Linked DNA regions of Ovis aries: region 1 is linked to region 2. Evidence: chromatin contacts called from public Hi-C data. All regions are on one chromosome and are shown on one strand. Each heading gives the region's core, a stretch centred on a gene start, on an enhancer-like site or on the middle of the called end of the contact. The rest is flanking DNA. Distances are from core to core; before and after follow the strand shown. Region 1 holds the start of UBE4A (ubiquitination factor E4A). Region 2 holds the start of SCN2B (sodium voltage-gated channel beta subunit 2).

Region 1 (6,804 bases), core at 2,820-5,319, 170 kb before region 2:
TGGCTGATTCATGTTAAGGTTTGACAGAAAACAACAAAATTCTGTAAAGCAATTATCCTTCAATTAAAAAAAAAAAAAAAAAAACTTCATAGCCCAATTCATTTAACTTTCGAATCGTTGGTTGTGTGATGTGTTGTTGGGAGCTGTTGTGGAGAATTGGGCCCTTTCTGTTGACCAATGCCAGCTGCAGGCATTGCAGGTTTTGGTGTATCTCATCGATCTGCTGAGCATACTTCTCAGATGTAATGGCTTCTCTGGAATTCAGAAAGCTGTAGTGGATCAGGCTGGCAGCAGACCACCAAACAGTGACCATGACCTTTTTTGGGGTGCAGGTTTGGCTTTGGGAAGTGCTTTGGAGCTTCTTCTCAGTGCAACCCCTGAGTTGGATGTCACTGGTTGTCATATAAAATCCACTTTTTGTTGCATGTCACAATCTGATTGAGAAATGGTTCGTTTTTGTTGCATAGAATAAGAGAAGACGACATTCCAAAAGGACTACTTTTTTGATTTGCAGTCAGTGCATGAGGCACCTACTTATCGAGCCTTTTCAACTTTCCAATTTGTTTCAAATGCCGAATGAAAATGGTCAGCACTGAGCTCTTTGGCAACTTCTTAAAACATGTAGTTGTAAGAGGATCAGCTTTGATGATTCTCTCAATAGGTTGCTGTCAACTTCTGATGGCTGGCTACTACGCTCAACTTCAAGGCTCTCAATTCCTTTGCAAAACTTGAACCACCACTGCACTGTACATTCATTAGTTCCTGGGCCAAATGAGTTTGATGTTTCGAGTTGTCTCCACTGTTTTATGACCCATTTTGAACTTGCATAAGAAAATCGCTCAAATTTGCTTTTGTCTAACATCATTTACATAGTCTAAAATAAATAGCAAGTAATAAGTCATTAGCAAAAAAATTAAGGGAGAAATGCACATTAAAATGATGTATAACATAACCATATTTAAGAATGTATTCCAATATCAAGTGGTAAACTTCAACAATGCAGAAACCGCAATTACTTTTGCACCAACCTAAAAGAATCAGTGAACACTAGCTTCAGGCCTTTGGCTAAACCAACAGAAAAGGAAACTCTTTTTTTTTTCCTGCTTAGGTTGCTAGGCTGGTAAGACAGGAACCCAGAGTTGCCGTCTTTCCACCATCTAGTGAAGGCCTAGCCTAAAACTAAACTAACATGTAGGAAAAGACATGTGAGATGGAAAGAGAGCCTTCTCAGGTATAAAAAAGCCAATAGATTTCCCTACACTGTGGGAGCCAGTTCAAATGAGTTTTTAAAAATACAACTGAAAAGAGTTCAGATTAGTACAAAGGAGATGCATCACTTGCGCTACCTATGCAAAAAGGAAGGAAATCGAAAGCCAAGAATTAGAACGTAGGACATATACGGGCTCTAAGACTATCAAGAGACCTAAAGAGGATTTATCCTCATAAATGGCATTATTTCCTCCTTTCTCAATAATACACTGTCACATTACATAAAGCTAGCTTAAGACTTCCCTGGTAACCCAGTGGTTAGGACTTCACCTCCCAGTGCAGGGGGTGTAGGTTCAATTCCTTGTCCTCCCTGGTCCGGGAGCTAAGACCCCACATGCCTCACAGTAAAACACAAAAAACAAAATATAAAACAGAAGCAATATTGCAACAAATTCCATAAAGACTTAAAATGGTCCACAAAAAGTTAGCTTCCCATGACATTTTATCTATATCAATAGGACTTATAACTTTCTAATTATAACTTTCTACATTGTATTCCTAATGTAGATCTTCTTTCTTACTAGAAGGTAAGCAATATGAGTACAGGCTCATACCTAATTATTTTTTTTCTTGTGTCTGGTATATTCCATAAACACAAAATCCAAAACATGCATCAAATGAGTCAATCTTACATGTAATTACTCCTGACCTTCTTGTAATCAATAGCAGCACCCACAGTCCTACTTTAAGGTAAGGGTTTTACTGTTTGTCTTGGGTTGCAGTGGAAGGTCAAGGTATCAGGCCAGACACTTGTGGCCCTTTGGTATCTCAGTATGTGTAGAACAGAGAATGGAAATAAAGCTCTGTTGTCATCCATGATGAAAGACAAAAAGGGCTTTGCCTACCTCATTAAGCTCATCTTTCTCATATGTACTTCAAATCTGTGCAACAACTATTTTCATGGAAAAAGAGCTAACTGTGCAACCAGGAAAATTTTACATGAAAAGGGAGGATCATTTGATGAAACCTTTGTAGGGATGCCAGTTTAGATTTGGTCAAGGATCTCACAAATGTAAAAAGAGCAACCAGATGTGACCCACTCCAAAAGAAAAGTCTGATAAAATGGAATCTTGATATTGTTTAATATTCAATATCACTGGGAATTTATAATCTCCTTTCAACTACCATACCATAAAGCACTATCCTGTCGTCAGCCTTTGGCATGACACATCTGCCAATTCTTAGAAGTTTTTGGATTTGATTTTAAAAATGCATCCTCTTTATTTATTTATTTACTTTTGGCCGTGAGGCTTGCAGGATCTTAATTCTCCAACCAGGGATTGAATCTGGGCCCTTGGCAATGAAAGTGCAGAGTCCTAACATGGGACTGCCAGGGAATTCCCCCAATACATCCCCTTTAAAAACACATTTCTGATAGATGTGCTGCAAGGCTCTACATTTATAAAAGTTGTCTACCTCCAGTCCTATACAATCTTCTTGAGAATATGGCTAATCCTCTTAAGGGGGCACTTTCAGCCTTTAAAGACATGACCACATAAATGTTTTAACATCAAACTTGGTATTGCTTTTAAACAGAAATACTTGGAATACTTCACAAAAATGAGACTGTCATAATCAAGCTTTATTAAATCATACTCCACAAGGTTTCTTTCCTGGAGAGTAATACGTGTGTGTGCATGCACCTGCACGGTTGCCCAGCTGTGTCTCACTCTGGGACCCCGTGGCCTGTAGCCCACCCAGATCCTCTGTCCATGGAACTTCCCAGGCAAGAATATTGGAGTGGGTTGCCATTTCCTACTCCAGAAGACCTTCCCAAGGCATGGATGGAACCCGAGTCTTCTGAGCCTGCCTGCATTAGCACGTGGGTTCTTTACCATGGCACCACTTGGGAAGCCCAGAGTAATACATAGATCAAACCGAAAAAGAAATTTAAAAAATTATTTCAGGGTTACATGCTCCACCCAATAACCCTTTCAGACCTCTACATGCCAACAGATCCTTAAATTACATCAAACTAGAAGGATCTCATCAAGCTGCAAAGCAGACAGCATTCCTTCCTGGGTCCCATTTTATATGAGGGCTCCCTTGTGAGACCAAAACAGCCTATGGCAGTGAGACTAAACGTACATATCCTTGTTCTTGGAGTGAAAAGCTGATTCCAAAGAGAATACGCATCAAACATAAGCTTCTGAGCTCGGTTACTTAATTTTAGAAGTGTCCTCTAAACCCAAATGCTGAGGGAGCAAGAAGCAGAATAACAGAAGAGTTCTGAGGGGTGAATGATCACTTCCCTTAACAAATGTCAACACCTTGCCACATGGATTCAACTGGTTTGACTACAGGGACCCAAGTTTAATTTTCTCTTCTTTGGCACCAGGGTATCTGTTGTCTACTCTCTATATTTTATCACCCCAGGTTCCATAAGGGATTCGCGGCACACAGGGAGACCTACCCACTAGGGGCACGTTCTAGAGAAGGAAAGCCAAAAATAATGCAAGGCCAGGATTCTGGCCTTTTCCAGGAGCGGAATGGCAACGAGGGGCAGAAATGCCAGAAACAGGAGCACTGTAAGGGGTTCCCAAACCAGACAGGGTCGAAGTTCTTGAAGGAGAGACAGTGTTTAGGAAAGGACAGGAGAATTTGGAGGAGGTAAGCGTGCAAAGATTTGGACTGGCATCCGACTAGGAGAAAAAAAAAAAATCACACTGCAGACTCAACGATCCCCTCCCCTCCAGCCATATCCTCTCTTACCAGAGCCTGAAAGGCCAGCAGCGACGACACGACAGAGTCTCAGTGGCCGAAGAGCTGCCACTTCCGAGTCAGCAAGGCAACCGGAACTGACGTCATGACCAGGCGCCAAGCCGTGTGCAATTTCATCCAGGCGCCGGAAGCTGGGTGTGTCGCCCTGTGCTGGGAGCGGGCGCGCAAACATTCCCACAGCGCATGCACTAACTGGCTGCGGCCGGGCGGAAGTGGCCGGAAGCGGCCTTGGGGTTGGTTGTGTTGGGGGCGGGTCGCGTTGAGCAGGGAGAGCGGTGTTTCGGAGGTCGGTAGGAGTAAACGGGCCTGGGAAACCCATGTATCGGCAATAGCTATGAGGTGGTGAACCCTGGCTCTGCTTAGGCATTTACGGACTTATGCTTTCTATTTTTCCCACCGATGTGCCTTACTGAAACAGCTTCTATGATTCTTCATAGATCATTTTTGTCTGTGAAGCAACAGTAGCATTAACAATAACTGAAACTTGTGAGCTCTTATTAGGTGCCAGGCAGTGTGTTCAAATATGCTGTCTTTGATTGGGTTGCAGTTTTCTTGTCAGGTGAAGAGGATGCAGATCCTCAAGGGTACTCTGAAGTTACACAGAGGGAAAAAATGGAGCATACTTTTCAAGTGCAAGTGAAAAGACAATACCTACAGTGATGGAAAGTATTTGTAAATCACATTACTGATTTAAAAAATTATATCCAGTTATATTAAAAAGTCTATAACTCAACAATAAAACCTCAAACAACTTGATTAAAGAATGGACAATGGGCTTGAATAAATAGTGTTCTATAGAAGATATGCAAATAGCCAATAAGCGCATGAAGAGGTGCTCAATGTCACTAATCATTAGAGAAGTGCAAGTCAAGACTACAATGAAGTACTACCTCATCCCTCTTAGGAAGGTGATTATGAAAAAGTAAAAAGAAAATAAGTCTTGGTGAGGACGTGGTGAGATAGGGACCCTTGTGAATGTAAACTACTGGACTATTTCAGAAAAAGTTTAGTGTTCCTTAAAGAGTTAAACAATTATCATATGATGCTGCAATTCTACTTCTGGCTAAATACGTCAAAGAAATAGTTATTTGTACAGCACTGTTCATAGCAACATCATTTGTAGTAGGCAGAAGGTGCTGCTGCTGCTGCTGCTGCTGCTGCTGCTGCTGCTGCTGCTAAGTCGCTTCAGTCGTGTCCGACTCTGTGTGACCCCCATAGACGGCAGCCCACCAGGCTCCCCCTTCCCTGGGATTCTCCAGGCAAGAACACTGGAGTGGGTGGCAGAAGGTGGAAACAACCCAAATGTCCATTGACAGATGAATGGACACACAGAATGTGGCATATACATACAGAAGGTTATTATTAAACCTTAAAAGGGAAGGAAATTTTGCTACATGCTACAACATGAATGAACCTTGAGAATATCATGCTAAGTGAAATAAGCCAGACACAAAAGGACAAATACTATATGCCTCTACTTATATGTGGTACCTAGAGTAGGCAAATTCATAAAGACAGAAAGTTAAATAGAGGTTACCAGGGACTGGGGCGGAGAAGGCAATGGCAACCCACTCCAGTACTCTTGCCTGGAAAATCCCATGGACGGAGGAGCCTGGAAGGCTGCAGTCCATGGGGTCGCTGAGGGTTGGACACAACCGAGCCACTTCACTTTCACTTTTCACTTTCATGCATTGGAGAAGGAAATGGCAACCCACTCCAGTGTTCTTGCCTGGAGAATCTCAGGGACGGGGGAGCCTGGTGGGCTGCCATCTATGAGGTCACACAGAGTCGGACACGACTGAAATGACTTAGCAGCAGCAGCAGCAGGGACTGGGGAGAGGGAGGAATAGGGAATTATCTTTTAATAGGTAGAGTGTTTCTTCAGAATAATGAAAAAGTTATGCAAATGAGAGCTGATGGTTGCACAACATTGTGAATGTATTTAATGCCACTGAATAGTACACTTAAAAATGGTTAAAATGGTGTTTTACTTTAACACACACACACACAGACATGAATATGTACATACCAAATGTTGAGCAATCTTAGAGTGCCTATTATGTTCTAGCATTGTTTTAGCTCCTCAAGCTATAGTAGTGGAAAAAAGAATACAAGTCTTCCTTTTTGGAGTTTACAATCTGGTGAGAGTGGAGCATTTAAAATCAATGTGCATAAGGTGGATTTTTCAATAAATAGTTCCAGATTAAGTGGGTAGCTGTGTGATTGAAAAGTTAGCCAATATATTAGACCTTTATACATTGGATTAAATTAGTCTAAGATGGATCAGAGATTTAAATATATAAACCAGGAAAATGCTAGAGGAATTAATGGAAGAAAAGTTTTAAAAGAATAATCTTAGAATGGGAGAAGGCATTTTAAAATATGAAACAACCTAGAAACCATAAAAGAACAGTGAATTCTACTACATGCAAATGTTTGTAAAATGTGTGTAGAAAACCAACCATAAGTAAAGTCAAAACCCAAATAACAACACTGTGAAAATATTTGCAATTAATATTGTAAACAAAAGATCTAGTTTCCCAAATATGTAAAGGATTGTTGCAAGTCAATAAGACAATCAAAGGATATGAGCCTATATTTCATGAGCAGGAAAAACAAATGATTCACTCTCATTTTTAATTAGGAAAATGCAAATTAAAATTAAGCCAAGACGCCGTTTTAACTTATCTGATTTACAAAGTTGAAAAAGCTTAGTAGTGCACTTTTGGATTGTATATGAAACAATAGGCACTCATTAGAATTATGTATTGGTCCAAGCTCTATGAAGTGCAATTTGGCAATATTTCATTAAAT
Region 2 (6,549 bases), core at 221-2,720:
TTGGACAACAACAATTATTATTGTTGTGTTAGTCACTCAGTTATGTCCAACTCTTTGCACCACCATGGACTGTAGCCCACCAGACTCTTCTGTCCATGGGATTCTGTGAAATTATATTATTTCACAGGGAATTATATTATTAATACTTGTGGATATATTATATTATTATTCCACAGGGAATGAATCTCCAATTGCTTTACCCTGGGGGTGGGCATGCGTCTCCTTTTTCACCACCCAGTGTAAACTAGACAGCTAGTGGGAAGCTGCTGTGTAACGCAGGGAGCTGAACTTGGTGCTCTGTGACAACCTAGAGGGCTGGGATGGGGGGTGGTGGGAGGGAGGCTCAAGAGGGAGAGGATATTTGTATACTGATTCTTGTTGTTGTATGGCAGAAACTAACACAACATTGTGAAGAAATTATACTCCAGTTAAAAAATAAACTTAAAAACGAGAGAAGAAATCACTTCTTCCCGGCATATGATGAGGTAGAGACTTGGTACAGAGTTAATGCTCTAAGATGCAAGTAGCTCCCTCTTGGTTCTTCAGTGGCCCGTCACAAGTGCCTGTAGTGGCTGCATGAGTCTGTGTTCTCCTCAAATGTCTCCTTGGAAGAGTGGGTACTACACCCCAAGTTCTCTTATGATTTTAGCTTTTTTCTTTTTTTTCCAAAGGAAGTACTTTCCAACATACACAACAGAAAAGTGAACATATAGTAAACCTTTGCACCCATCACTAGTTTCAACAATCAACAAAGACTACGTCTCCTGTGTCACCGACCTCCCCCCATAATTTTTTTTCTTGGAATATTTTAAAGCAAATTTCATCCCTCCTATCATTTCAGCTATAAACATTCCAGTGCGTATAACAGAAAAAAACATTAAAGAACATAACCACAATTTTTTTATTACACCCCAAAATGAAGTATTCTTCATTAATGTAATCTAACACCCAGTCCATATTTGTTTTCTCCCCAGTGATCTCAACAACGTCTTTTTACTACTGATTTGATTGAATCAGGATTCCCCAAAAGTTCACATTACATTTGATTATAAGGTCTCCTAGACATTTTCACACCAATCTGCTGTTCTGTTTTCAGTGGAAATGCTAGAAAAATGAGGAAGTTCTTACTTCCTGAAAATCTCCCAGCCTACTTCCTGAAACCATTCCAAGTAAACAAATATTATCATCTCCTTTTTTGGGTGTTTTTTAAATGACAAAAAAGAATTCACCCCAAAAAAAGGATTCAGCAGCTTTGAGATAAGTGGGTTCCTCAAACAGCTTTCAAACCCTAACAGTCATCCCAGTGAAGGAGAAAGGCAGGCTATACTTCAGTGCTGCTGTTGGAGGGACTTTTTTCTTTGCAGAAAGACTTTTTTATGCCCTCCCACCTGCTTTTCGAAATCCACTAACCACAAAATTTACTCCATCCACTTTTTTCTCTCTCCCTTCCACACTCCCTCTCTCTTTTTAGCAGCAACATACAAGCCGGCCATATTAGAGAGATGGAAATAAAGCTTCCTTAATGTTGTATGTGTCTTTGAAGTACATCTGTGCATTTTTTTTTTTAGCATCTAACCATTCCTCCCTCGTAGCCCTCGGCCCCTCAAATCACCCTCTCCCCTATCCCACCCGACTAACATCTCAGTCTGAAAATGCACAGAAATGCCTGGCTACCTCGCCCTGCCTTCAGTCTCACGGGGCTCAGTCTCTTTTTCTCTTTAGGTAAGTTAGACTGCACATCTGCATGCTCCTGAGGGGTCCAGAAGTGCAGCTGCAACAGGAGGAGGATGGGGGCCGGGGGCAGGAAAGAGGACATTGCTTGTGCTTCCCTTGGTGTCCTTGGGGAGAGAGGTGCTGGGACTGGGGGACGGCATAATGCAGTCCGGGGGACCGCATAATGCTGGGGTGAGCTGGTCCCAGAAATGCTGGGTCAGGGGATCCGAGTGTTCCCCGGAGGTGTCAAGAGAAGTGATTTTTCTGTGGATTTCCCTGAAATGGACCTGTGTGGGGGTGGGGGCAGAGGGTAGGTTGATCTGCAGAGCCTCTTCATGGATTTTTGCTTTCAGCTGCAGATGATCTGGGACTTAATGTCTGTGAATCTTCAGAATCTGGCGGATTTAGGGTATTGAAGAGTATTCGGTGGTGGAGTAGGGGGCAGAAAGTTGAGTCTGGGTCTGGCTTCCTGGAAATCTGTACCACTGATTTGTTGCTGTGTGTAGGGGCGTAGGTGGGAAGCAGGCTTGAGGAATGATCTCGAAATTGGGATGAGAACTGCTGAAGCAGGCACTGATGAAGAAGCTCTCTGGCTTGGGCCAGATGGAGTGGAGGAGGGGTCAGGTGAAGGGATCAGGAGAAAAAAAAAAGCAACTCATGGACTGAGGGTGGTTGTGGCCCTTTAGATCTTGTCTCCAAACTGCCCAGCACTGCCCCCACCACCCCGCTTGCAGACTGTCAAGAGATCCAAATGCTAATTTCATACCTGGCTTCTCATGGACTTCCTAGTGGGTAGGTGGGTGAGGGAGTTACTTGCAAACCTGCTGTCTAGGTAGTTTCACTCTTGCTCTTACACTTACTCACTGAGGGCATAGCAATTGAGGATCCAGTCCAAGGGCTGTCAGTGGGAATATTCCCTATCACAAAGTCTCTCTCACTCCCTCTCTTTAACCCTCTTTCTCTCTCCTTCTCTGGCAAGCTGTGCTGGCTATTGGTGGCGCTAGAGTTAAAGAACCTGCCTGCCAATGCAGGAGACACAAGAGACGCAAATTCACTCCCTGGGCGGGGAAGATCCCCTGGAGGAGGGCATGGCAACCCACTCCAGTATTCTTGCCTGAAGAATCCCATGGACAGAGGAAGCTGGCAGGCTACAGTCCATGGGGTCACAAAGAGTTGGACATGACTGAAGTGAGTTAGCATACATGCTGGCTATTGGGCCGGAGTGCTAAACAGAGACAGCACAGGGCCCCTGGCAGCCTGCAAGGCAAATGAGCTTTGCTGGATTATTGGATGTATTAACAGTGTTACAGAAGCTAAGGTGGTAGAAAGAGCATGAGCCTTGGATTCCATCTGGGTTTAAAGCCACCTTTGTCATTTACTTCATATTATTGCCAAGTTACTCACCTCTTTCCTGGGTGAACTGAAGAATATCTACTGCCTGGGTGTTTTTGAGTCTGGCACACAGCAGATGCTCAATGATAGTTAACATTTATGAATGCTTTTCACATGCCCATGCACTGGGTATCTTGTTTAGTCCTGAGGCAGTCGGTAATCATGTGGGGTAGACATGCTGTGATTCTCATGTTGCTGCTGCTGCTGCTGCTGAGTTGCTTCAGTCGTGTCTGAGTCTGTGCGACCCCATAGACGGCAGCCCACCAGGCTCCCCCGTCCCTGGGATTCTCCAGGCAAGAACACTGGAGTGGGTTGCCATTTCTTTCTCCAATGCATGAAAGTGAAAAGTGAAAGTGAAGTCGTTCAGTCGTGCCCAACTCTGCGACCTCATGGACTGCAGCCTGCCCCGCTCCTCCATCCACAGGATTTTCCAGGCAAGAGTACTGGAGCGGGGTGCCATTGCCTTCTCCGTGATTCTTATGTTACAGATAGGGAAACAGGCACAGATAAGTAACTTGCCCAATACGGTCACAGGAATAGTTTAAAGGGAGTTGAGATTTGGACCCTTGGTTGTCTGACTTCAGCCCATTCTTAACCACTGAACTTTACTGCCCCCCAATGTTTGAGAAATGGTACTGCTATGCTAAAAATGGGCTTCTGGGTTAGCTCAGCTGGTAAAGAATCAGCCTGGAACGCACTACACCCTGGTTTGATCCCTGGGTCAGGAAGATCCCATGGAGAGCAGATAGGCTATCCACTCCAGTATTCTCGGGCTACCCTGGTGGCTCAGATGGTAAAGAATCCGCCTGCAATGCGGGAGACCTGAGTTCTATCTGTGGGTTGGGAATATCCCCTAGAGGAGGAAATGGCAACCTACTCCAATATTCTTGCCTGGAAAATCCAATGGACAGAGAAGCCTGGTGGGCTACAGTCCATGGGGTTGCAAAGAGTCAGACACAACTGAGCGACTAAGCACAGCACATGCTAACCATAATTTGGATTAAAGAATCTTAAATATGGGCAAAAAGAGGGGAGCTGCGTGAGTGACCAGTGTATAAGGAGATGGGGAACAGGACATGCGGTCTCTTCCAGGAGTTAGAGAGAGCTTCCTATGGGAAGGAGAGCCTTCCCTAAGTGAAGAAAGGGAAAGTGTTTGGGGGACCAGAACCAGGGTGTGGCTCAGGGGAAGATGGAGTCTGGGGTGAAGAAGTCAGGGTGTGGAGGCTGTGATGTGGTGGTGGGCGGAAACTAAAGCTTCTGCAAACCTGGATGTGGGGAAGATGCAAGAGTGAGGACCTTGAACTTGAACTTGGTTGGTGCTGTGATGAGGCATGCTCTGGCACTCCAAGGCCAAGGAGTCAGGTGGATAAGGAAACTGATGGCTGTAGCAGCAACGGTCCCTGAGATGGAGGGATGCCACAGGTGATAAGGGTGGGGCTATGACAGGGGCTGGGTTTGTGAGGATGACTACAGAGCTGATAAAGGGGCAGGAGACAGCTGGTCAACCTGCTGTACACACGGCAGATGCACTAAGACTAGTTCTCAGTTAGAAGCAATCCAATTGATTGATCTTTCCTAGAGTTTTTCTCAAGACCCTTGGCTCCGTAGTCACCGGACTGGTCACCAAAGTCTGGATTATGTTGTTCTTTAGTCACTAAATCGTGTCTGACTCTTTTGTGGACATTGTAGCCCGCCAGTCTCCTCTGTCCATGAGATTTTCCCAGGCAAGAATAGTGGAGTGGGGTGCCATTTCCTTCTCCAGTGGATGTTCCCAACCCAGGAATCAAACCTGTGCTTGGCAGGTGGATTCTTCACCACTGAGCCACCTGGGAAGCCCCTGGGTCATATTAGGTGAGGCCTAGAAAGTGGAGTCTGGTCCTCACTCAAGCCCACTGTACATGAACACATGGGGGAAAAGGCCTTCCCTTCTCTTCCCTTCCCCCTGCCTCCGGGTCTGGAAGACTTTTATTGAGGGTCCACTGTGTGTCATTCACTGTTCTAAGTCCAGGGATGCCAAGATGGATAAGAATCAGCTCCCCAGAGTCTCCTGAGGGATTTGGCAACATAAATAACAATGCCACATCACACGTGCTATAAAGCCACAGCAATGGTGATAGTAACAGCAGCTAACCTTTGGTGAGGCTGACCATGTACCAGGCACTGCCATGAGCTTTATGCTTTGGTATTTAATCCTCACAACAGCCCTAGGAGGTGGGACCTATTGTTGTCTCCCGTTTTACAGATGAGGAAGCTGAGGTGTTTGGAGGTGAACCATCTTGCCTGAGATCAGAGCAGGGTACGAGAGCACTGGTCTTGGCCACGATACTGCTCTGCCTCCGGGTCTGGAAGGCTGGGGAGAAGGTTCAGGCACTGGGGAAGTGATGCCTTGTTAGCTGGGGTCTGCAGGATAAGCAGGAGGGCTCAGGTGCAGCAGGGTGAATGAGCGTCCCAATCTGGAGCAAAAACTTGTGCAAAGGCATGGAGGAGTGGAAGAAGGCAGTGTTTTCAGAAAAGTAAGAACTCTGGAGAAGGGAATGGCAACCCACTCCAATATTCTGAGCCCAGGAGGCTACAGTCCATGGGGTCGCAAGAATTGGACGTAACTTAGCACCTAAACCACCACAAGAACCCTGGAGTCACTGGAGTGGAGGAAGTGTGGAGGGTTGGGAGCTGGAAACGAGGTTGGGATGCTGGTTGGCCCCAGATGGTAAAGGGCTTGGAAGCCCAGGAGCCTGGCCAAGGTCCTGAAAGTACCAGGGAGCCTGCGGTGGTTGGTGGTGAGGGGTGATGAGGACAAGGCTCTCATGGCTGATGGGAGTGGCCCGGCCTGGGAGGGGAGCCCTGAGGTGACGGGTCTAAATGGTGAGGCAGCCCAGAAGATGCACTGCATGTCACAGCCACCTGCAAGTCAGGGGCGGCAGGAGGCCATGTGCTCCAGAAGGGTGGGAGGTAACTTCTTTGCTTAGACAAGCCTTTTTTTTTTTTTAACCAAGGAAAAAAGTAATCTACCTCATAGACTGGAAGGAGGCATGAGGAGAATTAACTTCTAGTCTCTGTAGGAAAGTGTTGGACAGGTAATGAGCAAATGTTCATTTTCTCTGCAAGATGGGCCACTGTATGACATGGGGCCCACGGTGCCCAGATGCGCCTAGGAGAAAATGAGGGGGCCTGGGCCCTGGTAATGTTTTTGAACTAAGCTCAAAAGCCACATCCTGACTGTACCCCTGTTGATCATATCCTTTCTGTGAGCTGGAATTCAGGAGACCCAGGCTCCAGACCTGGTACCAAATGGGACAACCAGGAAGACCATGGGCTCCCCTTGTATGGTGCACGTGTGCTAAGTCGCTTCTGTCATGTCAGACTCTTTGTGGTCCTATAGCCCACCAGGCTCCTCTGTCCATGGGATTCTCCAGGCAAGAATACTGGAATGGGTTGCCATGCCCT

The links. A called contact is a pair of places that touch in the nucleus more often than the background predicts.
Region 1: a contact with region 2 is called in a Hi-C map of skin fibroblasts, with 2.7 times the contacts expected there. The contact joins the promoter of UBE4A here to the promoter of SCN2B in region 2. A contact is called at or near these places in 5 of 16 Hi-C or Micro-C datasets (blood, liver, skin fibroblasts and 1 more).

What each region holds. Positions count from the first base shown.
Region 1 is chr15:28,778,987-28,785,790 of ARS-UI_Ramb_v3.0, reverse strand. It overlaps UBE4A (ubiquitination factor E4A), which reads right to left and starts at 4,069. Exons shown (of 21, transcript XM_060399316.1): 1 at 954-4,069.
Region 2 is chr15:28,608,420-28,614,968 of ARS-UI_Ramb_v3.0, reverse strand. SCN2B (sodium voltage-gated channel beta subunit 2) reads left to right here and starts at 1,470. Exons shown (of 4, transcript XM_042232696.2): 1 at 1,470-1,527. All of the region lies in intron 2 of LOC132657861 (a long non-coding RNA gene), which reads right to left.